6 separate regions of the Mus musculus genome follow, and all the other regions are linked to region 1. Evidence: chromatin contacts called from public Hi-C and targeted proximity ligation data. All regions are on one chromosome and are shown on one strand. The core of a region is the stretch at or near the end of the contact, and the rest is flanking DNA. Distances in the headings are between cores, read along the strand shown. Region 1 holds the start of Atad1 (ATPase family, AAA domain containing 1). Region 2 overlaps Gm36774 (a long non-coding RNA gene). Region 3 overlaps Minpp1 (multiple inositol polyphosphate histidine phosphatase 1). Region 4 has its middle 19 kb from the start of Gm36419. Region 5 has its middle 32 kb from the start of Gm36419. Region 6 has its middle 83 kb from the start of Pten.

Evidence for each region. Hi-C and Micro-C count contacts between places; a contact is called where the count stands out from the background.
Region 2: a targeted proximity ligation map of pro-B cells shows a contact between it and region 1, with 2.7 times the contacts expected there. A contact is called at or near these places in 1 of 39 promoter capture datasets (liver), 6 of 484 Hi-C or Micro-C datasets (embryonic stem cells, large pre-B cells, muscle stem cells and 1 more), 6 of 130 datasets of targeted methods (the 230-238 cell line, bone marrow-derived macrophages, embryonic stem cells and 2 more) and 1 of 9 other capture datasets (adipose tissue).
Region 3: a targeted proximity ligation map of embryonic stem cells shows a contact between it and region 1, with 5 times the contacts expected there. A contact is called at or near these places in 6 of 39 promoter capture datasets (3T3-L1-derived adipocytes, embryonic stem cells, liver and 2 more), 7 of 484 Hi-C or Micro-C datasets (the CH12 cell line, Th2 cells, bone marrow-derived macrophages and 3 more), 27 of 130 datasets of targeted methods (the 230-238 cell line, the HPC-7 cell line, T-cell acute lymphoblastic leukemia and 17 more) and 4 of 9 other capture datasets (adipose tissue, embryonic stem cells, liver and 1 more).
Region 4: a contact with region 1 is called in a targeted proximity ligation map of bone marrow-derived macrophages, with 5 times the contacts expected there. A contact is called at or near these places in 4 of 39 promoter capture datasets (the C10 cell line, macrophages, pre-B cells and 1 more), 4 of 484 Hi-C or Micro-C datasets (the G1E-ER4 cell line, the HL-1 cell line and embryonic stem cells), 20 of 130 datasets of targeted methods (the 230-238 cell line, the HPC-7 cell line, the NIH/3T3 cell line and 11 more) and 3 of 9 other capture datasets (adipose tissue, embryonic stem cells and pancreatic islet).
Region 5: a contact with region 1 is called in a targeted proximity ligation map of memory CD8 T cells, with 110 read pairs. A contact is called at or near these places in 2 of 484 Hi-C or Micro-C datasets (CD8 T cells and nephron progenitors), 3 of 130 datasets of targeted methods (bone marrow-derived macrophages, memory CD8 T cells and pancreatic cancer cells) and 2 of 9 other capture datasets (adipose tissue and pancreatic islet).
Region 6: a Hi-C map of embryonic fibroblasts shows a contact between it and region 1, with 2.4 times the contacts expected there. A contact is called at or near these places in 4 of 39 promoter capture datasets (embryonic stem cells, liver, pre-B cells and 1 more), 14 of 484 Hi-C or Micro-C datasets (B cells, centroblasts, embryonic fibroblasts and 4 more), 5 of 130 datasets of targeted methods (bone marrow-derived macrophages, embryonic stem cells and large pre-B cells) and 1 of 9 other capture datasets (embryonic stem cells).

What each region holds. Positions count from the first base shown.
Region 1 is chr19:32,710,411-32,714,877 of GRCm38.p6, forward strand. Atad1 (ATPase family, AAA domain containing 1) reads right to left here and starts at 1,888. Exons shown (of 10, transcript NM_026487.3): 1 at 1,856-1,888.
Region 2 is chr19:32,937,422-32,941,888 of GRCm38.p6, forward strand. Gm36774 (a long non-coding RNA gene) reads left to right here. Exons shown (of 5, transcript XR_001782638.2): 5 at 1,206-1,978. Among named protein-coding and RNA genes, the nearest start is that of Gm36774, 9.3 kb to the left of the region's middle.
Region 3 is chr19:32,505,120-32,509,586 of GRCm38.p6, forward strand. The region is part of intron 4 of Minpp1 (multiple inositol polyphosphate histidine phosphatase 1); the gene reads left to right. Among named protein-coding and RNA genes, the nearest start is that of Minpp1, 22 kb to the left of the region's middle.
Region 4 is chr19:32,522,046-32,526,512 of GRCm38.p6, forward strand. No RefSeq gene overlaps it. Among named protein-coding and RNA genes, the nearest start is that of Gm36419, 19 kb to the right of the region's middle.
Region 5 is chr19:32,572,878-32,577,344 of GRCm38.p6, forward strand. No RefSeq gene overlaps it. Among named protein-coding and RNA genes, the nearest start is that of Gm36419, 32 kb to the left of the region's middle.
Region 6 is chr19:32,838,507-32,842,973 of GRCm38.p6, forward strand. No RefSeq gene overlaps it. Among named protein-coding and RNA genes, the nearest start is that of Pten, 83 kb to the left of the region's middle.

The DNA.
Region 1 (4,467 bases), core at 638-3,137:
AATTCTAAAGTACATAAAACATCTCTGCCTCCAAAAACCAAGAGTTTAAATCAGCATGTTGAAATTGCCATCTACAGGGCAGTCACTGAATTACAAGATAAATCAGGGCTATAGGCTATTCCTAAAGCATATTTCCTTAACGTCATGAAGACACTAACAGATTTTGTTTTTGTTTATGGAGAAAAGGTTTCTCCACGTAGTCCTAGATGTCCTGGAACTCACTCTGTAGACACAGCTATCCTCAAACTCAGAGATCCACCTGCCCCTGCCTCCCAAGTGCTGGGATTAAAGCTGTATATCACCATACCTGATGACAGTAATAATTTTTTACTCCTATCAAAACACCACCAGGGCTGGAGAGATGGCTCAGCGGTTAAGAACACTAACTCCTCTTCCAGAGGTCCTGAGTTCAAATCTGAGCATCCACAAGGTGGCTCACAATCATCTGTAATTAGACCTGATGTCCTCTTCTGGTGTGTCTAAAGATAGCTACAGTGTACTTAAATATAATAAATCTTTAAAAAAAAAAAACACCACCAACAGACAAATCTCTTGCTTACATATCTTCCCATTCCAATATTAACATTGACTCTAGGCAGATTTAAGACTACTCTGGGTCTAGGCAGAGGTTGATGGTGGTAGCAGCAGCTAAATTTGAGTGAAGAGGTAGCCCACAGAATGGGAGGATATCTTTGTCAACTGACTGACTGAGGATTAATATCCAGAATATATAAAGAACTCCAAAAACTGTGGCTGACACCTTTAATCTTGGCACCTGGGACGTAGAGGCAAGCAGATCTCCAAATTGGAGACCAGCCTGGTCTTCAGAGTTCCAGGACAGCCAGGGCTACGCAGAGAAGACTTATCTCAAAAAACAAAAAAACAAAACCAAAAACAAAACAAAAAAAAAAAAGACCACTGCTCATCATATCCAAAAGTGACTTCGAAATCCTGAAATGAAACGGAAACGTTCTGCTGTGTGGACAGTGAATGGAAATATTTTATACAGTCTCCACAGATGAGGTACATACCCATCTATCATTCATAAAGCACTGATATATCTGCAAATTGGCTGCAAATGTGGAGAATGTATTTCAATTTTGCATAGACGCTAATTTTAACAAAATATACACATTGCTGTATATCACTAAGAAACACCACTAGACCGGTGTTAATTCAGAATTATCTTTAAACGCATATCATTTTAAATCTTTTCCTGTTTAGCTCTGGTTTCAGTGTGGATACCCTATCTCTGAGCAACTACTAACGTTTTTACTGCAGTATTCCCTAAGTCACTGCAGTGTGCTCCAAATGGTCTCTCAACTCAAAGTCCCAGCAATTCTGTGCCTATCAAGGCCCTACAGTCGCAGACTGTGACAATGAATTCCTGCCAGGCTTCGCGGAGAGGGCAGGTCATTATTAACATCAGCATGTTCTGGGAAAGCATGGCCAGCACTGAAGAAACACCTCCGCCTTTGCACAAAGAGGGAGGAGGAGAGGGGCCGGCACGAGCGGACCGGCTCCTTCCAGCCGCCTTCTTACAAGCCTAGCCCTGAGGTCGCCCTGAGCGCCCCCGATCCTCCAATGACCAGGCCGCCTACAAGAGATGTCCTTGCGGGCAGCCGGAGTCTCCCGCCAGCGCTGAGACCTGAGGGCTCGCGCCCGGCCGGGCGCCAAGGCGAGGCCCCGGACGCCCTTGGAGGTTAATCCGCTGGATCCGGGGCGGCGCTCAAGTGTGACCGACGCGGAGGCAGGTGACTACCGGGCTGGTCTCCCCAGGTGAGCGCCAGGCCCTGGGGGACCGGGAGGGATGGGGGACGCACCTGGCCCGGCCCCGCGGGAACCCGCTACTCACCCAGAGGCAGGACCAGAGACGATGGGAGAGCCGTAGCCCGGCCTCGCACAGGAAAGAAACGCGGCCGGGGAGAGAACGCTTCCGGGGGCTGGAGCCCCGCCCCCCACCGCACGGAGCATGCGCGATCCCTGCCGAGCCGGTGGCGTGCCAGCCAAGGCATGGCGACGCAGTGCGGGGCGAGCTACTTTCCCCAACCTACACCTTAGTACCCGCTGGGCCGATAACATTCAGAAAGGTAGATAGGATGAACAGGGTGCTCCCCAAAGGGCTCTGAGTTCAACTTGAGAGACTCAGAAACTGAATTGGGAAAGACGCTTGACACATGAAATCCCTTGCTACTCTGGAGCTGTACGCAACCCTGACAGAGGAGCCTTTTACAGAAGGCAAAGAAATGCTTCCCTGGTTTGATAAACTTCCACCACCACCACCACCCCCCATCCCCGCAGCAAGTCCTCATGATGCTGCTCAGACGCGCATGGCCTCACCATCTGCCTTTCGGTTTCTAGGGTGAGCTCACCCTCCTCCCCCATCTCTGTACTGATGACACCTGGAGGCGGCGCCTGAGAATCCACTGAACGCTTGAGCAGCCAGGCAGACCAGGGAGGTCTGGCAGTTGGGTCAGAATAGGGCATCTGGTGACAGGTTTTGCATATTGATGACTTTTTTTTTTAACCCCTTCCTCTTGCGAAGTGAGGGACGTGACACCAAGATTCCAAGGAACCGTATCTGAAAGCCAGCCCCTTCTGAATGTATATACACTACTAAGGAACAAGAATAAGTAGACACACTGCCCATAAACAAAAGGAGCATCATCACTTCAAATAAAGGCAGTGGGACTATGAAGGAATAAGACAGACTTCTTAAGACCTTTTTATATTCCTGGAGGAGGCAGTTTGTTTCGCTCTGTTTTCAGGATTATCTTTTAAGGCTAAAGAATTCTACAGCCAAGCTGGGATTGGTGTCACATGCCTGTTTTCCTAGCATTTGGGGTGGCTATGCAAGGAGGATTGCTTTATACCCTGGACCACATAAGTAACACACTGCTTCCTCCCTCTGCTGACAGTTATATTAGTAAATGATGTTGTTAATAGCTGTGGAGAGACACAGCCCAGAAGTGCTGCCAGAGCCTGGAAAGTTCCTTGTTAAAGGACTTTACTGGAGTTCGATAGAAGAACACAATAGATGGAATGAATCAATATTAAAAAGAGTTTGGTTTTTTTGTTTTAATTTTAGACTGGTTTACCCAGCACAGTCTTGAATGGTCCAACAATGGCTGTCCTGGTAGCTTCGCAGTGCTGGAGGTAACATGCCTCAGCAGTCCAACAAGACCACAAGGCTTTAAGGATTCCTGGAGAGCCACGACTAGTCTTTAGTCTGTGGAAGAACCTGGATTCTGATCTCAGTGGATGAGGCCAGAGGCAGCAACATCAACAATGGCAGAAACACTAGGTAACTCACCAGCACGTGACAAAGCAAGCAAACTGAATACAAATCCCTGGGATTCCCTTATGTGTAGGCCAATATCTGGGCTGCCCAAGTTTAGAATGAGCCTATCAGTTAGCCTAGTCAAGAGAATCCCTCACAAGTATTCCTAGTAGCTTCTAGACCTTGTCAGTTCTGTTCGTTGACAGTACCACCATCACTGTCACTGGGTCCTCCCCTCAGGTAAAGTCAGATCCTTGGCTATGCATCATCATGATCAACAACAACAACAACAACACACACAAAGAGTTAAGACAAAGTGGGTTTATTAAGTAAAGATAGGTGATAACACTTCTGGTCTAAGCTTGGGGACATGGGAGGTTTATAAGATAGTACAAATGATCAAGATAAATGTGGCTGCTTCTTTCCTTTCCAGTGGATTGCCTATCTCTGCTGTACCCAATGTTTTAATTTAGGAAATTTCTTGCATCTGGGCCTTAAAAGATCACATTACTGCCAGGTGGTGGTGGCGCATGCCTTTAATTCTAACACTTGGGAAGCAGAGGCAGGCGGATTTCTGAGTTTGAGGCCAGCCTGGTCTACAGAGTGAGTTCCAGGCCAGCCTGGTCTACAGAGTGAGTTCCAGGACAGCCAGAGCTACACAGAGAAACCCTGTCTCGAAAAAAAAAAAAAAAAATCAAATTACTGCCCAAAGGACACTCCATCCTACCACAAGGACAATTGACCAACTGTGTCCATAGCAACTTTGCTCATCAGAGCCAGAAACTGGAAACAAACTAGATGTCTCTCAACATTAGAATGGATAAAGAAAATGTGGTACAGGCTGGAGAGATGGCTCAGCCTTTAGGAGCACTGACTGCTCTAACAGAGGTCCTGAGTTCAATTCCCAGTACCCACATGGTGGCTCACAACCATCTGTAATGCTGTAATGGGATCCGATGCCATCTTCTATAGTGTCTGAGGACAGTGACTGTGTACTCACATACATAAAATAAATAAAATCTTAAAAAAAGAAAATGTGGTACATTTACACAATGAAGTATTACTGAGCTGTTTGAAAAATGACACCATGGAATTTGCAGGCATATGGATGGAACTAGGAAAAAAAAAATTATCCTGAGTGAGCTAACCCAGACCCAGGAAGACAAACATGGTATGTACTCACTTAT
Region 2 (4,467 bases), core at 1,185-3,684, 230 kb after region 1:
AATTGTCAGTATTTGAAGAGTTTACAGCCAGCATGGAGTGCCTAGAGGCCAATGGTGTTGCTGATTCTGTAACACACAGGCATGCTCTCTACAACACGGAATTATCTGACTCACTGCTTTTAAGTCTGTATTGGAAACTTTGTTTTATTAATATGCTAATGCAAAACCCCTTATAAAAAACCTTCTGAGCTATTTACTTGTCATTATTTACCTCTTTTAGGTCAGGGAACACTAACTCACTGAAACATGAACATGAGAAAAACGCTGGGATTTGGCCTCTGGCTGTTCTGCTCCTCCAGGGTTGTTTAAGTCATGAGTTTGGGTAGACCTCTGTGGGCGAGGGTCAGTTGTCAGTACATGTGGAATATATTAAGAAGTGCCCCCGCCAGTGATTTGTAAGATCCAGGCATCAACATGACTCAAAGAACAAATTAGACACGCAGCTTCCACAGCCCACTCCTAGTCTTTCTGGTGCATGGTGATATGATCCAGGCTCTTCATCAGCCCTTGAGAAAGTAACTGTACATACAGTGACAGTGCGATGCCACACGTACAGTCCTCTAGATAATTTTCCGCATCTCAGGATATGTTGGGCTGCTGTTTCAGGTATAGAATTCTGGCACATAAGCCTCTGGGGCTAGGTTCAGTGCTTCCTGGGACCCATGTCTGTTGTTTGTAGATTCTCACTTCCATAGTAAGAGAATGCATACAGCTGACTACTAGCCCAGCAACTTCATGGGCCAATTCTGGACTTATGGTCCTTTCCGTTACAATGTGTATGATGCTAAGAGAAACAAAGAATGCTGTAAAATAGTCTACTGCTTATTCCTGAGTTTACTGAGCACCGATTTGTGGCAGGAACACAAATTTCTTTGTTAGAGTCACAAAAAAACAATGGCCCTATCAGGACCCTCCAGCACTCAGGGGTCTCCAATTCCTTTAGCGTCACAGCCTGTTCCCCTTGCCTGACTGCATGCTTCTCTTCTAGACCCGTTGTCTACTCCCATTGCACACGTTTAGCTGCAGCTTTAGGCTTTACTCAAAGCCTCTGCTCTCTGTCAACCACACATGTAACTCTTACTCATTCTCCAAAGCCCACTCTGAATCTCGTTCCCTCAGTGGTTGCCTCCATGAACTCCCTTATCTAGAATGGCATCTCCAGTCCCATGGTCTGACAGAATCTAACATCACCCTTCCTTCCACAGGTCTGGCTTCACACATGGACTCATCTTTACTCATATCTGGTAGGAGAGTAGAAGCTGCAATCTCTTTGTGCATGAGCAACCTTTCCTGGATCAGTGTAGCTACCACCGCTCATCAAAGCAGCCTAGAAAATCACAATGGAACACAATTCGATCCCGGGGAGCCCAGGCCCTAATGGCTACATCTACATCACGGCTCTTAATCTATGGCTCAAGGAATATTGTGGAAGAGGAGCAGGAGAAATTTTAAGAGCCAGAACACTAGGAAAGTTTCCTCAGATCAGTATTTTCTAGAAATGGATGTATGAACCAGACGTGAAACATGGCACTACCAATGGTAACAAAATGCTCACAGCCAACCGTTGGACTGAGCGCGGGGACCCCAATGGAGGAGTTAGGTAAAGGACCGAAGGAGCTGAAGGAGTTTGCAACCCCATAGGAAGAATAACAATATCAACCAACCAGACCCCCACACCCCCCAGAGCTCTCAGGGACTTAACCATCAACCAAAGAGTACACATGGAGGGACCCATGGCTCCAGCTGCATATGTAGCAGAGGATGGTCTTGTTGGGCATCAATGGGAGGAGAGGCCCTTGGTTCTCTGAAGGCTCAACGCCCCAGTGTAGGGGAATGTGAGGGTGGTGAGGTGGGAATGTGTGGGTGCATGGGGGAGTTCCCTCTCAGAAGCAGGGGGAGGGGGGATGGGATAGGGGGTTTGTGGAAGGGAAACTGGGAAAGGGGATAACACTTGAAATGTAAATAAATAAATATCCAAAGGTGGAAGAGGGAAATTTCATGGGGTCGTAACCCTAGACAAAGGAGCAGTGACTGCTGAAAGAGGAAGACTTAGCTTTTCTCAGAGAGGAGCCACCTTATTTATTGTCCTAAGCAAAGTAATCAGCTTTGAAACCATATACACACAGATAAGAAACACAGATTTTATTTATATATATTCATGTAAACAGATACACATACACACATGTACACATACACACACACACTAATCAAAGAGATAGAGGCTATCAACTTGAGAGTGAGGGGTGGGCATGGGGACAGCTGGAAGGGGGTACGTGGGAGGAGTTGGAGGAGGTAAAGGGATGGGGAAGTGGTGTAATTCTGTTTCAATTAAAAAACAAATTAAAAGGATATAATCAGCCCGAGAGACATGGTAGACAGAGACAGGAAGCAGACATGCCTCTGACAGCTGTAGCTTTCAGTTCCTGTGCTAGGTCTCAGAGCCCAGACCCAGGCTTTATGCCTGGCTTACCCACTTGGACCAAGTGTGGCTTCTCAGAATAGCCTGAACCCACAGCGGCTCTTGTTATTCTCTGTTTGGCAATAGTTCCAAGAATTTCTGAGTTTGTCCTTCAGTGATTCTTCCCAGAGTCCTGTTTGCTGGAGAGAAGGGGGGCTGGTGGCCACAGCATGGGCTTACCGAGTGCCTCCCGTGTGCTGGACCATTGTGCCGAGGGCTGTCCTTGCATCTAGGGTAGCCCTTGATACCTACATATGGACTGAAATGTTGCAGTAGCTCCATTTAACGTGAAGAAATGTGGTATGTGTGTGTGAGAGAGAATTCTGTGTTCATGGTGGTATCCAGGACTGCCGCTTTTAATTTTGGATCTTTCTATGCAAGGGTTGGTTATAAAAATAAAGGGTGGGCCAGTGAGATGATTCTTTCAGTAAATGCTTGCTGCTCAACGGTAAGAATGTCATTTAGAATCCCAGAATCCATGTAACGCTGGGTTTGGGAGCATGGGTCTGTCATCCTAGTGTTGTTGTGCCGAAGTCAGAGGCAGGAGGATCCCCAGAAGCTCATGGGCCAGCTGTACTGCTATGTGCAGTGCTGGCCACTGAAGAGTCGCTGCCTTAATCAAGATAGAAAGGTGAGTTTGTTTTCTGACCCCTACACGCACGCACACCGTAACATGTATATGTCCAAGCTCACTGACAAACACACTTAAGTCTGAAGAGCAGTGAAGTCTGATATTCATATGACCCCTGGAGTTGGTGTCCACTTTGTGAAAAGTTTCCCATCCAAGGGAGGATGGTTTTAGAAACGCCATGATTCCAGCTGGAAAGATCTTCAGTCATAGTCAGATTTTAAAGATTATTAAATGATGGTTCTTCGGTCCTAATCGTATGCAGTCCTTAAAGGCCATCTCGGGGCAGCTGATCAGAGGGGATGCGGGAGACCCACTCGGGACAGCGTTTTTCTAGGAATGCTAGAGGGTGAGAGCCTTCCTGAGAAATTTCACAGTGGCAATAAATAATCCTGTCAGCTGTATTTCAAGGCAGACAGTGAAATCTTTTCTGGGAACATGATCTCTACTCTGTATTTGTCACATTTACTGACCCAAGTGGCCCAAAACGTCTGATGTTGACAATATTTGCCATTTCTACTCCCAGGTGGGTCTCCAGTGGTGTAGAGTAGCCTCTTACGGGGAATGGTCATGTGACCCAGAGAGATGGGATGTGTCCACGGCCAGAGGTCCAGGCTGTCCTGGTTTTTAAATGTGTCTGTTTGATGGGCCAACCTGTTGGGGACAGTGGCACCATAGTTTTCAAGTCTGCCCTCTTTTCTTTTCATAGAAACTGAGATTTCGAGAAGCACGAGAACTGAGATGAAATATGCCAACATTTTGGTGGCAAAAAGAAATGCAAGGAAAAAAACCAAAAAAAAACCAAAAAAAAAAAAAACAAAAAAAAACCCCAAAACCCCAGCTCTCTGGATATGCCCTAAAACTGTAACTTTTCTTTGGAGGCAATTATAATTTTTATGTCACTTCTCATTAAAATAATAGCAGGCACACTGGCAATGCAACTTTGTTAAAGGTGGATGATCCCCAATGAATGGTTCTGTGAAGCCCAAAGAGAATTCCCTGCCTCTAAATCCTCCGAGCCTTTTGCGATGCAGGTCCTGAAGGGTGCTTCATATTTAAAGCCTTTGTTAATAATGTGAAATATCAAGTCTCTTCTATTCCTTTTAAATCTTTTCATTTTAACATGGAATAAGCCTCCTCATACCTTCACAGTTAAGATTCTCAGAATTATGCTGGGAAAATGTAATTTTGCTTACATTTCCTTCAGAATCTGCTAATGTAAAATTGAACTTTACAAAAAAGATATCAGACCGTAGGAGAAATTGAGTTATTATTTCCGTTCCTCAGAAGATTAACACAGTGAAAGAACACTGTCCTTCCTGGATGCTCTGTTAAATATATAATCCTTTCATCTCATTTATCTTTTAGTCCAAAGACAATG
Region 3 (4,467 bases), core at 1,387-3,886, 200 kb before region 1:
TTGAGTACCAAAGGCATTGTGTGCAGATATACCTGAGTTTGTACACACTTGCCTCTTACCAGTGTCTCACAACAAGTGCATACCCAGTCAGTGACTCCTTGGTTTGATGGTTTGACTTGGATAATATAGTGGAATAAATCGTGGGCACCTTTCCTAGACCAGAGAAAAACAAGCGCACGTAATGTGTGTTCTAGATGTTAATTTAAAATGCTCCCTTTTTTTTTTTTTTAAATTTGTGTTGCTGTAAGGTTCAGGTACCCCTCTTCTCAGAACACTGGCAAGTGAAGCGTACCCACAGAACCACAGGTCTCATGAGTACAGAGCAGTCCTCATGCTATTTTTGAGCACTAAGGGTGTTCGTTTGCGTGCAATAGAGATTATGCAAAGATGCATACCTTCAAATTGTCTGCAAGAACCCAGGTTCCAGATGGGAGGGCACTCCAGTAAGAGCATCTGTATGTAAAACCCAAAATACTCAGGGGGTGAGTTGGAATGATGAGGTCACATGCAAGTCTTTACGGGAAGAGATGTCTTTGTGGGTAATCAAAGACCAAAGAGGTGCTCTTACCAAGCTTCAATGTGTCCACTCCTCGTGTTGTGCTTACAGCTGCATTGAACTACAGTTAACATAAAGTCATCTATCTCAGCATAGAAGTAGTACAGCTGGCTCGATCTCACCTGTGTGCCTAAGTCATTAGCTCTCCGTCTCTTTTTAAGGTTTATTTTATTTTTACGTGTGTGTGTGTGTGTGTGTGTGTGTGTGTGTGTGTGTTCCTGCACATGGCAGAAGAGGGTGTCAGATCCCTTGAAGCTGGAGTTATATGCATTTGTGAGCTATTCAGCATGGATCTAGGGAACAGAACCCAGATCCCCTGCAAGAGCAAGGAGCTGAACTCTGTGCCGTCTCCCGGCCCTCTTCTTTGTCTTTTGCTGATCTGTCTGACCAGGAGTCCTCTCTTCCCCGTGCATCTGAGCGTTCACCAGTTTGGCTTGTTAGCCTTGGAAGTGTATTTTGCCGATGCCTTCCTCCTGGGTTCCCATGTGTGAGTCTATGTGTAACATAATGGCTGACGTTGAGAGCGGCCCCTCTGGACTCCAGAGCTCCCTGTCCCGAAGTATATCTGTTCCATGAGTTCCTGCCAGTGTTCCCTCCCTGGACCTCACTCACCTCAGGGCTGCCATGGCCTCTGCCCTCCACCCTCCACCCTCCACCACAGCCTGCAGACGCTAAACAGTCAGCCTGGACAGCTGCTGGGTTCAACCCGTTTGCCTTCTCTCTTACTCTGTTGTCTGACTGAAAACTACTGTTTCATATAATTCTAGCTTCCTAATGCTAGTAGGGAGGACAATAGAGCTTTATCCCTGTTCTTCTATCTTGTGAGCTTAATTTCTACATATTTTTACATAAAAAGGACATTTGTGTCATTTTCATTCCAGGCTTACATTGCCAAATGTGTACTTCTCCAGAGATCTACTGCAGTCAAATATTGAAGACTTGTAAACAAAATTTACTTTTTGTAATTTTCTTCTCAAAGCGTCTCATTGCTCTGGCAGTTCCAACCATTTGTATGTGCTCTTACGTAAGTGTGCACATTGTGAAATTTGTCCGAAGTGCCATCTGATAGTCCTAGATCATGTTTGAAAGCATAGTTTGTGTAACGCCAGTTGCGTGTGAAACATAAATTAAGAGCTTAGAAAGATGTAGCTGTGTATGCTTAAGGGAAAACATGCAATTATTGGGTCTTCTTACTGAGCATTTTGAATTGCTTAAGGCATTTACCTACTTTGAACATTTACATAGTTTCATTTCTTGGTGTAATTTTAGTCTTCAGATTAAATTTGGTTTGAATTGAAGACAATAAAATCTTCTCGTTTATTTATATAATAAAGGATGCAATTTACAAAGCCACCTTCTTCCTGGGTAACGTTAGGTAATTCATTTGATACACTGGACTTATTCTCTCTCAGGTCTGATTTAGGAACTAAGGAGGTGGCTCAGTGCGTAAAGTGTTCACTGTGTGAGCCATGAAGATCTGAATTTGAATCCCCAGCACCCATGCAAAACCAGGATGTGACAGCACACTTCTGTAAGCCCTACACCGGGACTCAGAGAAAGGCAGAAAGAGAGCCCTAGGGCTCACTGGCCAGCTGCATAGCCCAGCTGCTCAGCTGCTGATTCAGGAGAGATCCCAAGTCAGACATAAGGTAGAGCATGAGACTCCACTGCAGCTGAGGGGCTGTAGTCAGCTAGTGCGTGCTGGGGCGAGGAAGGGGTGGGGTCATTCTTCAGTGGTGTGGCCATTGGATGCTGCCTGTGCCTATGCTCACACAGGCAAGCTTAGTACATTTCACACATGCGCATGATCTCGCTTCAGCATAATTATCTATCACCCTTTCTGGTTCTGTCCCCTTCCCACTGAACCCCCCTTCTTTCTAACAAGCCCTTCTGATGTTATTTGTGTGGATGTGTGTGAGAGGGTGTGGTGGGGGCGGGGAGAAGGAGGGAGAGGGGAGGGAGAGATTGAGGACACAGGCACACTGATTCCCAGTTGCATCACTTCATTCGCACTTCATCCTAACTTGGCTCTGGAGTGCTGACTCAGCAAAGGTTGACCGTGACCTCCAGGCGCACTCTCTGCGCCTTGGGATACAGTCCAGGCAGAAGCTGGGCAGGTGGCGCTTTCGTGAGGTGCTTGGTTGGGCCTGCATGAACGTGAACCAGGAGTTGGCTTACAACTTGATGGACCTATTCAGTTTTAGTGCTTGGAGCAGTGGCAGCGTGTTCCTGAAAATGAACTCTGATTGCTTCCTTATAGGAGTTAACTGATTTCTCTTTTCTCTCTCTTCCTGATGGGCCGTGAAGTGAACAGCTCTACCCAGCCAGGTTCCTCCTGCTACACAGTGCTCTGTCCATTTACCTTGTCAGGAGGGTGAATGTGACTAAGCCCTCTGAACATGAGCCAGAATAAATATCCCCCTTCAAAAAGTCAGAGCCTTTATCAAAACTGTGAGCATACTTTTAATGACTGCTGATAAAGATTCGATCATATACTCTTGTATATTTGGTTTGAAGTATTTGGAATGGTGATTATAATATAAGCTGATCAAAAAAATTCAAAATAGTAAAACTCAGAGGGTCACAAAAAACAATGCAAACAAAAAGATGAAAGCAAGAAGAGAAATTGTTGGGAAGAAGAAAGGTTTAGAGGGAGTGAGAGAAGACTAGGGGGTGATAATGGCCAGCACACAGTGTATACACGAGAAACCCCACAACTCACGGAACAACTGCCCATAATTGAAGATCCTTACCCCATCCCCCAACACACACTCACACACACTTTTGTTGTTCCAGTGTAATTTAGAAGAGAAAGTGATATTTTTTAAAATGCCCCCAAACAGAAATTTGAGTAAGTCTCATGAAAGGGCAGGCAAATGTAAATGTGAACAGATGTTTAAGGACTATATTAACCCTTCGAAGGGGATGTTCCCCTTTTGACATACATGTTTCCATAGATGTCGTTGAACAAAGGTATATCTGATAGTTTACCAATAGATTTGAACAACGAAGTAGAAATCAGTTCCATACTGCTGCTGTGTCTTGTTTATAAGTGAAGAAGAGCGTTCTGGCATTCTTAGTTATAAGTGGACCCTTGACTTTGAACTTACTGATTTTAAAATAATTTTTAATTATTGTCTAAGGTGATTTGAGTCATATCTCAGAACCAATTCAGATGCTTTTCTTACACTCAGAGCCTCTGGAATAAAGCTGTTCTTGCTGGGCAGTGGTGGCGCACGCCTTTAACCCCAATACTTGGGAGGCAGAGGCAGGCGGATTTCAGAGTTCAAGGCCAGCCTGGTCTACAGAGTGAGTTCTAGGACAGCCAGAGCGAGAGAGAAAGCTGTTCTTTAGGAAAGCCTTGACGAGTTGAGGTTGCTTTGTCATCTGGTTATTTCTCTAATTAAACTTTAAGTAAAACTTAAATGCCCAGTGATAACTAAGTTGAATTCAGGCTATGGGAAACAACATAATGAAGAAAAGCATATGTTTGAGACTTAAGCAGTTAATGCTCTGAGCTGTTACTAATGGAAGGACCATGTAACACAGTCTGTCATGGTCTCAGACTTAGCCCAAGTACCCAAGCAGCTAACTTGGAAGGAGTTAGAGCCAACCAGACTGCATAGAGAACTCTCCCTGACCTTAATTTAATGTTCTTCCCGTTGCTTAATTGAAAGTAGGCTCAGTTTGCCTTCTTACCCTTACAACCTCAACATAGTTATCTATTGAACTCTTTCTGTGTTGTATTTGAAATGAAAAAAAATCAAGAATGAAGTTAGTGTGTGCGTGCGCGCGTGTGTGTTGTGTGTGTGTGTTATGGGTGTATGTATGTTTTGGATATACAAGGCACTCCCTGCCTGCATTCCCAGAAGCAGGGAAGTGGAAGCAGAAGCATCAAATATTAGACAGCA
Region 4 (4,467 bases), core at 1,431-3,930, 190 kb before region 1:
TTTTTTTTTTTTAGAATGGATCAATTTGCATTTTTCCACATACTGGCTGACACTTAAGCCAGCAACATTGGCTGATATGCTGTCTTTTTTTCACTGGATGGTTTTGGCTTCTTTGTCACATATCAAGTGACTATAGGTGTGTGAGTTCAATTGTGGCTCTTTAATTCTATTCCCTTGAACTACCTGTCTCTCTCTGTGTACCAATACCATGTGGTTTTTAGGACTAAAAAAAATCAAACTTTCTAACACAATAAAATCCAAAGATATATGAATTTGATACTTTATATGGTATGGGCAATAGAAAAATGTTCCAAGACTCTGTTTTCCATTAACCCACTATATTAGCGTGCAGTAAAAACTTTATATGTGCAGTAAAAAAACAGAGCAGTTCATACTGCACGTCATGTCTCATGTCTGAACTGAGGTGTTTCGGGCTGTGCCCATTGGTGTTGGATGGCGTCGCATGATACACAGTCCTTGTGTGTGCTCAGAACCAGGGCTGCAGAAAGGCAAGAAAGGCAAGAGTACCAGAATCATCCAAGACTTGTTGCACATTTGATTTGTTTATTAATCTTGTTTGTACTTTCAGAAACCTTTTACTATTGCTGATTTGTTTTTGTTTTGTTGTTGTTGTTTTCTTTTGCAACTCTCTCCCCACATTGAATTATGTGACTTCCATATGGTGTAGCAGCCCACAGTGTAAGAAGCTGTGGACTGTCTGAGCGTACATTGGTGAAATCTGTCACCAGACACGGGCAGCTAGGAAAAACCTGTTTGATTCTGAATGCTTTTCTTATCCTTGGGGTCTGTCCACTGGCTTCCCTTCCTTGAGGGAATCTTTCTTTCTCTCACCTTCCTTAGAATGCAGAAGAGTAGGCGTGCTCCCAGAAGCTGTTGATAGTTGGAGATCATGCTGAGGGAGGGTGCCTTCCTGACTGATCTATTTTAGCTGTAGAATAGCAGTGCCCTTATCTAACCAAATACTGTAGGCCGAGGGAAGTCCCTGGATCTCCGTACCATGCTACAGAGTTCAAGGACTCCATCAGCCAGGGCGTTCAAAAGGCAAGATAGAAACAGTTGTCTTTTTCCTGGTCCTGAGCCCAACACAGGACACTCCCAGATGTGCATACAGACCTCGGAGTAGGTGGACTCTACACTGTCTAACCATGTTGCAAGGCTTCAGGTTTTCTAATAAAGAGGGTGAGGTCGCCAGGGTCACACTCAGGAGCTTCTCCAACCTGCTTCTAATTTTGCTTCAGACATCGACCTGCTGGAGGTGAGAAAAATCAGGAAAACCTTTTCAAGCTCCAACTGCTGTTGGCCTCTGTGGTGGGAACGTTTCCTGGAGTGTATTCACCCCAGATAGGACCCTACCCCAGATAGCACTGAAGGAATGTATCAATTTGCATTTTTCCATATACTGGCTGACACTTAAGCCAGCAACATTGGCTGATATGCTGTCTTTTTTTCACTGGATGGTTTTGGCTTCTTTGTCACAGATCAAGTGACCATAGGTGTGTGAGTTCAATTGTGGCTCTTTAATTCTATTCCCTTGAACTACCTGTCTCTCTCTGTGTACCAATACCATGTGGTTTTTAGGACTAAAAAAAATCAAACTTTCCAACACAATAAAATCCAAAGATATACGAATTTGATACTTTATATGGTATGCCACTGTGCCTAGCTTTGTGAACCGGTGAGTTTATCAGGCTTACCTAATGGAATACAGAGGACCCTTAAAACACCAGCATCACTGGAAGTCCCAACCAAGCACGAGTGTAGACCTCTCAAACACTGCAAAGATAGAGGCCCCTTTGCCTAACTGTTTACCGCCTAGTCACCCGAGGTAGCAGTGTGCAGCTGTGTACAGTTGCATGAGGGAACAAGTGCTGCTTAGGAGGTAGGGCGTGGCTGGCCTCCCTGGTAAGTCTCTGAAGCTTTCCCTTCCTCCTATGAATGACTGTGCATAGTCTTGCTGCCATTTCCTGCCAGTACTCAAAGCTGCTGATTCAGATGCTAACGGCCATGCTATGCTCAGAGGACAACATTCCACAGCAGTCTCACTCTTACAAAAAAAAAAGTGCTAAAAGCGTGTCTAGCAGACCTCCACGTTGCTTCAGACACCTCTTTCCACCTCCCAAAATCTCTGATTACTGTGTATGTATGTCATAAGCACTTTCCTAGATGGATACCTGTGTTCATTGGCATTCGCTCAAACACGTGTACAAGAGCCAGTCCTAAGGGAATCATCTCATGTAACGTTATAGCATACCCTAAAATTCTCCTACCCAGCGATAGACGTGGTGTTAGATTATAAATAGGTTCTGTATATTATAGAATAGCACTGGGCGGGGACCATACCTACACCTGAGAAGCCCTGGAGCACAGGAAGATTAAGTTTTCCACTTCATCCTGATACTGCGGTTAGTGCTATGAGGCCCATCTGGCCAGTGAGAAGATGGTGGAAGTTAGTGGTGCTATTTTATATTTCCTATAACACTTTAGGCTCCATCTAAATTGGCTTCAGCTCCCTCGGGACTAGCAGTGGAATTAGGACACGTTTATTTGGGGCTTTGTAGTCTGTTTCCATGATGCAGACTAATTGTGAACTACTGGACTCTCTGACTGCATCCCTGCCATAGAAATGTGTTCCAGATGCTGCTGCCCTTTGCCCCCTGGGGCCACTGGCTGTAATTGCTGAGACCAGGAAGTTGTAAGAAATGGAAGCTAGAAACAACTTAGGATGGGAGCCTCATGTCCAACCTCTTCAGTTTCTCCTGTCTCCCATGCCAGCTGATCGAACCACATGCTTAGTCTAGAAGGTTTTTTTGTTTGTTTGTTTGTTTGTTTTTTAGTTCATCAGGGGGTTGGACAGGCTCTTGATTCTTTTCTCTTAATTACACTCATTTATTTGTTGGGGTAGGAGGTGCATGCCGCTGTGTACTTGTGAAGGTCAGAGGACAACTTGTGGGAATCGGTTCTCTCCATCCGACATGTGGGTCTCCAGGATGGAGCTCATTGTTGGCCATGGAAGCAAGTGCCTTTACTCTCCGAACCATCTTGCTGGTCCAAGTTCATTGATTCTTGTATTAAACCATAACCTAGAATTATATCTGAAGTTTTTCAGAGCAAGGCACATGTACTGGCTGGTTTTGTGTGTCAACTTGACACAGGTTGGAGTTATCACAGAGAAAGGAGCTTCAGTTGAGGAAGTGCCTCCATGAGATCCAGCTGTAAGGCATTTTCTCAATTAGTGATCAAGGGAGAAAGGCCCCTTGTGGGTGGGACCATCTCTGAGCTGGTAGTCTTGGGTTCTATAAGAAAGCAAGTAGGGCAAGGTAGGGGAAGCAAGCCAGTGAGTAACATCCCTCTGTGGCCTCTGCATCTGCTCCTGCTTTCTGACCTGCTTGAGTTCCAGTCCTGACTTCCTTTGGTGATGAACAGCAATTTGGAAGTGTAAGCTGAATAAACCCTTTCCTCCCCAATTTGCATCTTGGTCACGATGATGGTGCAGAAGCAGAAACCCTAAGACAGCACAGCTCACACCTGTTGGAAGTTATTAAAATAAGGTGCAATCTATACCTTGCTGTAATTCCATATAGAGCCAAGTTGCAGCATATGTTTATTGATTTTATTTAAAAAAAAAAGAAAACCCCACCTGTTAGAGCAATAATTGTGACTCTGGCATGAGATTACATACCAGAGGTTAAAAATGCTGTGTGCTCATATGTTTTATGTGCATGCTGTGTATGTGTTAATTAGGTTTTAGCCCCATTTTTTATATGTCCGAAATCTTAGGAGAATTCTCAAAGAAAGAAGATATCTACGTTTGACCTCCATCTCAGTCCTCACTCAGTGACACAGCTGTCATCTATATAGGCCAGACCTCACTGTCCCACTACTGAAACCTGTTGATTCCATAAAGCAGGTGGCTTGAACAGAGAGATGGATGAAAACGTCAGGGCTCTGCCACCAACTTGCCATAAGCTGCCTGTACTGCCTCGTGGCAATGATCTCCATCCTTCCTCGTCCCCATGTAATGGAGTATGCCTTCTGCCTGTTGCAGTAGCTCTGTGAGGGGCAGCAATCACCATACCACCACCCCACTGTTTGACACGAGTAGAGTCTGGTATTCCTGAGGTAACCCTTTCTAAATCTGTATCTTTGTTGCCCTGCTTCCTTCTGGGCAGTCCTCCCATGGGGCCACTTTCCTTTTGCACCCACATTTCAGCCATTTTACCCCCTGCTCCTTCATGGCATGGTCTTACACCCTCTCTCATGGGGAAAATCCTTTCTCCTTCACAGTGTTTCTTGCCCTGGAGAATCCTAAAAGTCCCACTTCTGTCTCCCTGCCCAGCCATTGGTCGTTGGCAGCTTTATTTCACAATCAGAGCCAACTGGGGGCAGGCTTCCTGTAGCCTATGTGTGCGACACTGTAAATGGGTTTCTTGGGTAACACAGTTAGCA
Region 5 (4,467 bases), core at 999-3,498, 140 kb before region 1:
TATACACGTGCACGCACGAGTGCATACACGCATATGGGCACCCAGACCTGTGTGCACATGTATACCATGACATAAGTTTGGAGGTTAGATGGAATTGGTTTGCTCCTTCAATCATTATGTAGGCTCTAGGGGTAGAACTTAGGTCCCCACGCTTGTGAGTCAGACACCTTTACTCATTAAGCCAACCCTCTGTCCTGGCACAGTCTCTTACTCTTATGCCAATAAGGCTTTTCTGCTTCAGCCAATGCAAAGTGCTCTCCCCTTTGTTGAAGTTCTTCAATGAGGAGCTTCCCAATGAGCAAGCCACACTAATGGCCACCTTGTGTTGCCAGTGAAGCTCCAAATGCCCAGGTCTTCCTGGCTGATGGTGCCTGCATCTTCCTACTCTCTCTGCTCCAGAAGACAGTAAGGAAGAAGATGCTATATTCTTGCCTCTCACCCTTGCTACTGCTGAGAGTAGACCCTGAAGCTCTGGTGGAGTTTGGTTTAAATGAACTCTTTTCCCAGCCACCCGCTGACCTCTGGCCTGACTATCAGGCTCTGTGTACCGAGTGCTAGGCTAGGTGGAGCAGATCTGGGAAGGCTTCCAAAACAGTGGCTGTGGGCGAGGCCAACACAGGAGCAAGCAGAGTTGCGTACTAGATGCTGCCCATGGGCACTCTGCTCTTCTCTCAGAAGAGAAATCTTGGAGGTTACCACCTCAGTCAACCAAGCAGCTTAGATTTGGGTGTTTGGGCATAACGAGCACATGTTGAGAAGCCTTTGACGAGGATTTACAGGACACATAAATAGTTTATGCATCTCACAGAGGAGAACCGGCATGTGCACACCTAACTTGCAAGAATCCTACATGAGTGCTTAAAACAAAAGAGGAAGAGTTAAAGTGTTGTGAGCTTGCCCTACGAGTCACCGGATGAGCCTGGGATGAACAGCAGATACAGCCAAACGTGAGAGCAACCTCCCTTGTGGACTGAAACCTTCAGCAAGACTGGAAAAGTGATGGCAAAGGTCTGACTGCCTAAACTTTATTTCTGCCAGAGGTGTGAGAGTGTTCATAGAAGAAGGCAATGGGGATAATGAACAAGGGAGCGGCATCCAAGGAAACCCTGTTTAGCATTGTCTGCATCAAACTGCACACTTGGAATGTACTTGCCTTTGAACTTGAAGAATTTTCAAGGTTACGATTGACAGTGCATGAATTCCACCCTTAGAAACCAGCCTTTACCATGATCCCCATTATACTCCAGTGAACTCCTCTCTATCTCACCAGAGCTTGCCTGACGCTCACAGCAGTAAAGTGAATGGCAGGATTCATAAGCTGCAAGTCAACAGCCAGTGTGGAGTTCAAAGCTATGAAGTTGGCACGGCCTCAGTGCTTAACCAACTCACTTCATGGCTTCCTCATTCACAGCCCTGCTACCTATATATCTAGGAACATGAGATAGGACTGGGTGGCTGATGGACATCTTTAACCAAGACTCTGGTATGTCCCAGAACTTTCAGAGATCAAGGCCACCCATATCGGTAGATTAACATTTGGTGGTTTTCAAAGGCCCTGAGCTCCACAATTTCCTTGTTTCTCTCCTCAGATCTTTCACCTGATATTCTGTGAATGACCCTCATCCTGAGTTATAGCCCTGAAATAAAGCCCCAAAGGCTCAGTGGTATCTTGAATATATAAACCCTCTTAGATCTAAGACCAATCCATCTGCAATGAACTTTGAATTCCTGGGGTCTTTATTGAAGTCATGAACTCGGAAAACTAAGATGTTAATAATGCCAAGATCACATGCTTTACAAACCCCGTTTACCACTTCCTGGAGGTTGTAAACTGTGGTGAGGTATGGGTGGCATCGCTACAGCTTTTCCCACAAGAGGAAAACTTGAAACAGGTAAGAAATAGTGACAGAAAGCTCTCCCAAGAATCAGTACCAATGGCCAAGGAGCACACAAGAAGATACTTAACCTTGATAATCAGGAGGGGGAAAAAATCAAAGGGAAAACCCCCACAAGATACCACGTCACAATCACTGGGAGATTCATAATTTTTTTAAAGGCCAACAGTGATGAGTATGACCACAGAGAATTGGAATCTTCCTACACTGGTTGATGGGGTCGTCAACTTGTTCAACATCCTTGAGAAACAGCTTGGCAGTCCTTTAAATGGTTAAACACAGATGGTGTGCTCCCCCAGTGGTCTGACTCTCAGGAAACATACCTCAGGTGTGAGAGAATGCCTGTGGTTGGATGTCTATGAAAACATAAATCATCAAAGACTTCAAAACTGATCTGTTTTGCACAGTTGCCTAAGCTCCTCCTTCGCTTATGCAGAATTACTTTTCCATAAATGATTGCAAGCTGGTGATCATTTTATTCTGCTTAAAATGTTTAAAATGGACTGCCTGTATAGAGGCTGGGTCAAAGCCACGATGCGCATGGACTGAGAAGCCGGACTCTGCATTTAAATCTTGGGGTGTCCTTCACTTAGTTCCTTCACCTCTCTGTACCTCATTCTCCTCCTTCATAAAGTGGAACAGCAACATAGCCTGCAGAGTGCTTAAACCCACTAAGAAATATAAAGCACACATAACCCCAGGGTTCTGCAGCTAGCTTCATTGCCTGAATTTGCCAACTCTGCACTAGGTCCAGAACAGCAAATCCTAAGAACTCACTGTCGAGAGGTTGGGAATTTGTATCAGTAAAAGAACAGAAGCACTGGAGACTTGGTGAGCTCCTTTAGAGCTTTTTCAACATGTCATGGAGCACTGACACTTCAGGATAGAATATCTGACTGTTATAGACGCTGTATATCTCCTTCAGTCTATAAAGTTTATTCTTACTAAACATGGGTGGAGGCAACAGATTATGCTGGAAGCTTGTGGTACAAGTGTCACGGGAGTGGCCAGATATTTTCTGATTGGACTTAAGATCTGCTGCACACAGAAAAGGCCAAGAACCTGTGGCTATACATACGAGGGGGAGAACCTCTTATTATTATTATTCTGCTAAATGGAAATGAAGTGACTCCTAATGACTTATTGTAGCCAGACCCTTTCCGAGTCACTTGGTAAATAGGCCTAAGTAACACACCCAAGTGAGGGATGTGTTGTCTCCAGAATCCAAATAGACCCACTAAACGTTGTGCTTCTTTCTTGGTTGTAGGAGGGGCCAGGTGCAATAACTTATCTTTCACCTTAGAAGGAATATCTCTGCATGCCCCACACCACTGGACTCCTAAGAATTTCACTGAGGTAGATGGTCCTTGAATTTTGGTTGGATTTATTTCCCATCCTCTGATACGCATATGTGTTACCAATGAGTCCAAAGTGGTTGCTACTTCCTGCTCACTTGGTCCAATCAGCATAATGTCATCAATATAGTGCACCAATGTGATGTTTTGTGGAAGATCCAAACGATCAAGATCCCTTCTAACTAAATTATGACACAGGGCAGGAGAGTTAATATATCCTTGAGGCAAAACTGTGAAGGTATACTGTTGGCCTTGCCAACTGAAAGCAAATTGCTTCTGGTGGTCCTTATGGACAGGTACTGAGAAGAAGGCTAGTGTATCTCTCAGCCTTTGACAGCGAAGCATCTTTTAGTCGATGGCAGTTAACACACACAGACCCATAACTGGTTAACTAGGAGGCTGCAGAGTGCTCAGTCCCAATTGGAATATCCAGATCTTACTCTTCTATGCAAGACTCAGGGATTTCCACAGAAAAGGGGCTCGACAGGTTGGAAGAGCCAGAGGTCGCTCATGTGACCTCACAGTGGTTAGAATAGCTGCACAGACCTGTGTAAACTCAAGCCAGAGAAAATCCCAGTATAGAGCAGGAAAGCTGGTAAGAAGTCCTACCTGGAGATGAGGGGCTATTGGTAATTGCTAGCTTCTGGGAGCCAGAGTAAGTGTTTTTTAAGTTGACCTGGTGAGTCAACTATGCTCCAGGCTAGACCTCAAACCCAAGAGTATTTGAGCAACACAAATTACTATTTTTTTTCAACACAGGATACAGAAGTGAGGAGGGAGGTGGGCGCAAATCACAAGATACATGTATGAAATTCTCGATAAACTAATAAATTTATTTTTAAAAAAAAGCACAAATAACTGTGGCTCATAGCCCTGAAAAATGTGAATGTGGTGATCCTTCCAGAAGAAAAAAGAAAGAAAAGGTCTATGTTCTCATTCGAAGCATTTGCTATCTGGATATCCTCAGAGATCGTGCAAATAAAATTGCAAGCAATGCAGGTATGGCAGAGTGAAGATAATAACAGTCTTCTCAAGAGACAGAGGGAAGTTACTGGTTGAGCTTTTAATGGAGTGGAGGTTGTTCTTGGTCTAGTGAAGTTACTGATTTGGTGGACTGTTCATCATTATCAAAATGTCCCTAGGGCCATTCAGTGGTGACAGCTGTACTCAAATTGAGATCACAGGCTGAGCCATTTGTACCTGGGCATTCCAAACTT
Region 6 (4,467 bases), core at 740-3,239, 130 kb after region 1:
GGTATATATGTGAATCTCATTTAGAAAATACTTCATTGTGGAGACATGGCTCAGTAGGTAGGGGCATGCCACTAAGGGCTACATGAGCCTCTCACCCAAGTAGAGGCTGGACATGGTCTTCTGTGTCCCTGTAACACCAGCATTCATGGTGACAGAGACAGGAAGATCAGAGTGCTCATTGGCTGCCAGCCTAGAAAAAACAAAACTGAAAACAAAACCATGAGGTCTTGGTTCAGGGAGAGACTCTGCCTCAGAGGAACGAGATGTAGAGTTATGCAGGAAGACACCTGATACTTTTCTGGTGTCTCTGTGTGCACAGGCATGTGCAGCACACAAATATTTTAATAAATGCTCTAATAAACATCTGTGCCTTGATTTGATCTATTATCTCAGTAGTATGACCGCCAAATTTTACATAGAAAATTAAATATTGATTAGTGAGTATTTGGTGATGATGTGCTATGAAATTTATGACATTTATAATTAGTGCAGTGATACAAAAATGGGCAGAGGCTATAAGCTATACAGTTGTAAAGTGCTTACACTGTATTTGAGGTGATATAAGACTTGTAGATAACTATGATTTTTTTTAAAAAATGTAATTTGCAAGTCCTAAAAACAACACTACATTGAGAACAAGAAGTCATAGCAATTAAATTACTAGTGAAAGTAAATGTAATGATTAAAAAATACCACAGTCAGGGGAAAAAAAAGGGAAGCATAAAGCATGAAACAATGCTAATGAGGTCATTTAAAGTTTGATCATGTCAATAAAAGACTAAGAATAAGTGTTTTTAAACATCCAATTAAAAGGCAACAAGTATCTGATTGGAGAAAGAGAAAACCATAATTATATGCTATCTACAATTGACTTTTTATATAGAAATCCAGAGAGCAGGATGAAAGGAGGTTAAGAGCCCTTACTGATCTACTAAAGGATCCCAGCACACACAAACACACTCTCATAAAAATGCAGAAGGGTTCAGAAGGAAAGAATGAGAAAGCAATACTATGTAACTGTGAAACAGAAAGCTGAAGTGCCATATAGTTAAAACCAAGGAATGTTAAAAGGCTTAAGGAGATCTTAACGGTAAAGGGTTATAAGAAGCCATAGCTACTTTTAATGTGCATATATCTAATAGCAGAGTATCAACTATATGAAAAAGGTTACTAGAACTGACGATAAAAATAGACATATCCACAATTGTAGTTGGAGAGAGCATTTATTATAAGTCTGAATTATGTTGTAATACGATATTAATATAATTTCAAGTTACTATAGAAGCACTTTGATTATCATTTAAAATCAGAGCACACAGCCAAAAGGCCCCATCATCTTGTTATACATTTGAGACAACTACTGTTATCAATTTTTATGTATTGCCTAAAGGTATTTTATGATCATGCAAATTTTTTTCTTTTTGACAAAGGATAATATTACATACATTTCAGAACTCCATTTTCTTTGACCATTTTATAATATATTAGTTTCATTATTGGAACAAAAAACTATAGATTTGGTAAGTTTAGGAAGTGATATCTTCTGTATAACCATCAATGTGGTAGTTTCTGTATAAATATGACTTGAAATTTGTCATCAGGTCTTAAGCCCCAGGAAGATGTCACTATACTTTTTTTATGGAGTTGTAATATATAGTTATATATTCAATATATTTAATGTGTAGTTAGAGCATGGTACAGTCACCACTCCTTTCTAATTTCAAAACATTGACATTCTCTGTGCATGAGTTGTCACCACTACTCTCCTTCACCACCCTGGAAACCAATAATTTACTGTAGATTTATATTTACATATAAATTTTATATTTTGAACATTTCATATAAATAGAATCATACAAATTTGGCTTTTTGTATCTGCCTTCTTCCACTTGTTTTAAAGTTTCATGCGTTGTACTTCATTCCTTTTCATGACTCAAGAAAATGTAACTTTTGTAGGTATACCACATTTTGTTGGCATTAGAATTTGAAACATTCTTATTAACAGTAAATGGATGAGTCAAACTAGGACCAGGGGAATGCTATCTAGCACGCACCAGAACATAAGCTGTTTTTAATTTGAAAGTGTTTATTTTTTAATATATTTATAGTCACCATCTTTATAAGAATGTTGGGAGATGAGTGAAGCCCAGTTAGGAGAACTAAGTCAGCTGCCACGGACTTCCTGGAAGGATGCTAGCTAATGTGCGTATGAGCTGCTGAGGCTTTTCTCAGAATTAATATGACCAGGAGGCATAAAAGCAAAATAACCCAAACTTACTTGTTTTGAAACTGAAGAATGGGGCCAACGACATTCCGCAAAATTCATGGAATTTCTGATAGTTTCGGTGCAACAGGACCAGACTGGGGCAATGAGACTGTGGAGCCCCACAGGAACCAGGGAGTTTAAGTCACTGTGAAGGTTCAAAGCTAGGGTGGGAAACGTCTCCAATAGTTCCCATGTGATATCTTTAGTGTCTGTCCTTCCTCCTGTGCTCCCTCCTCTACTCTGCCCTTCCCTCCCCTACCCCATTTACCCTTCTTCTTCTGTTTTTTTTTAATCCTTGATAATTCCATGGCCTCGTTGAGTATCCCAAATGAAACACGTATCTGAAAATTCAACCCTTACATCCACAAATGAGAGAAAGCATACAGTTTGTCTTCTTGGGTTCAGGATACGTTACTCAGAATAATTGTCTCCATCCATTTACCTCAAATTTCATTTTTCTTAACACCTGAATAATATTCCATTGTGTAAATGTGCACATTTTCACCGTCTATCAGGTGATAGACATCTAGGCTGTTTCCATTTCATAGCTATTGTGATGAACAGGGACGAGCAAATACTTCTATAGTAGGATATGGAGTCCCTTGGGTATCTATAGTTATCCAAGAGTGGTATACCTGGATCATATGGTAGATCTGTTTCTAGCGTTTTGAGCAACTTCCGCACTGATTTCCATAGGGGCTGTGCCAATTTACATTCCCATTAGCAGTGAATAAGTGTTCCCTTTCCCTATATCCACCCACACCAGCATTTGTGTGTGTGTGCATGCTGTTTTGTTTTTTTTAGTTCTTTATCTTAGTCATCCCGATTGCGGTAAGATGAAATTCCAAGAAATTTTTCATTTGAATTTTCCTGATAACTACTTGTCAATTGTTAGTCCTGCTCAGAAAGTGCTCTCTGTGTGCAAACTGCCTGCTTTCCCCTTTATCAGATTTACAGCATCAGGTCTTAGGTTAAGGTCTTGATGTCCTTGTTTTGTGCACAATGAGAAATAAGAGTCTGGTTTCACTTCTCTACCGTATAGCTCTTCAGGTTAACCAGCACCGTTTGCTGAAGACGCTATAGTTTTTGCTAATGTGTATTATTGACCTCTCTGTCAAAACTCAGCTGGCTGTAAGAGTGCAGACTTATAGGTATGACCTCAGTCCTATTCTTTCGATCAATGATTTTGTTTTTAATGCTAGTGACACGCTGTTTTTAATCACCACAGCTTGGTAGCATAAACTTGGTATCTGGGATAATAATACGTCTAGCAGTTCATTTGGCTCTGTTGGGTGTTCATGTTTCTGTATGAAATTCAAGATTATATTTTTCAATGTCGGTGAAGAATTGCATTAGAACTGCGATGAGGATTACACTGAATCTGTACATTGCTTTTGATAGGTAACTTATACTCATCGAAAAGGTCCACCCCAGCAGGCTAGTTTTCAGAGTGCTCGAAGGTGCTATTCACGTTACCAGAGGAGAAAAGGAATGAGCAGCCTGTGAACTCTGTGAGCTTCAACAACAACTGGCCTGGCAGACATGACCATTGTTGCAGTAGTGGTATGAATATCACAGGAGTAAACCAACCACTTTCTGCTTGAATTTAAGGCCCACCCCACAAGTTAAAGCAACATTATTAGGGCAAATAACTTGTTGCTAGATAGTAGATGTAGTCTAGGCTAGTCTTAAACTCACAGAGATTCACCTGCCTCTGTCTCCTGAGTGCTAAGATTAAACATGTACATCACACTGGGCAGTGGTGGCGCACACCTTTAATCCCAGAACTTGGGTGGCAGAGGCAGGCGGATTTCTGAGTTCGAGGCCAGCCTGGTCTACAGAGTGAGTTCCAGGGCAGCCAGGGCTACACAGAGAAACCCTGTCTCGAAAAAAAAATTTTTTTTTAACATTATTTCACCTGGCTTGGAACATGTATGTATTTTGGGAGAAATTACAAAACTACCCAAACTGAAGGACATAAATCTACATTCTTGGTTCATATATGGGAAAATGAATCATGCTTGCCCCAGGCCAGAAAGAAAGCTCTCACCATTGGCAGAAGCCTCTTCCAAGCAGAACACTCCACAGGGTAAAGGATGGGCATGAGAGAGTCCGCAGAAGAAGACAAGCTGACCTCGCGGGTATGCCACCAGCTGCTGCTTCTGGAAACTGAAGGAAGTTTGGAGCCTCTTGAAATGATG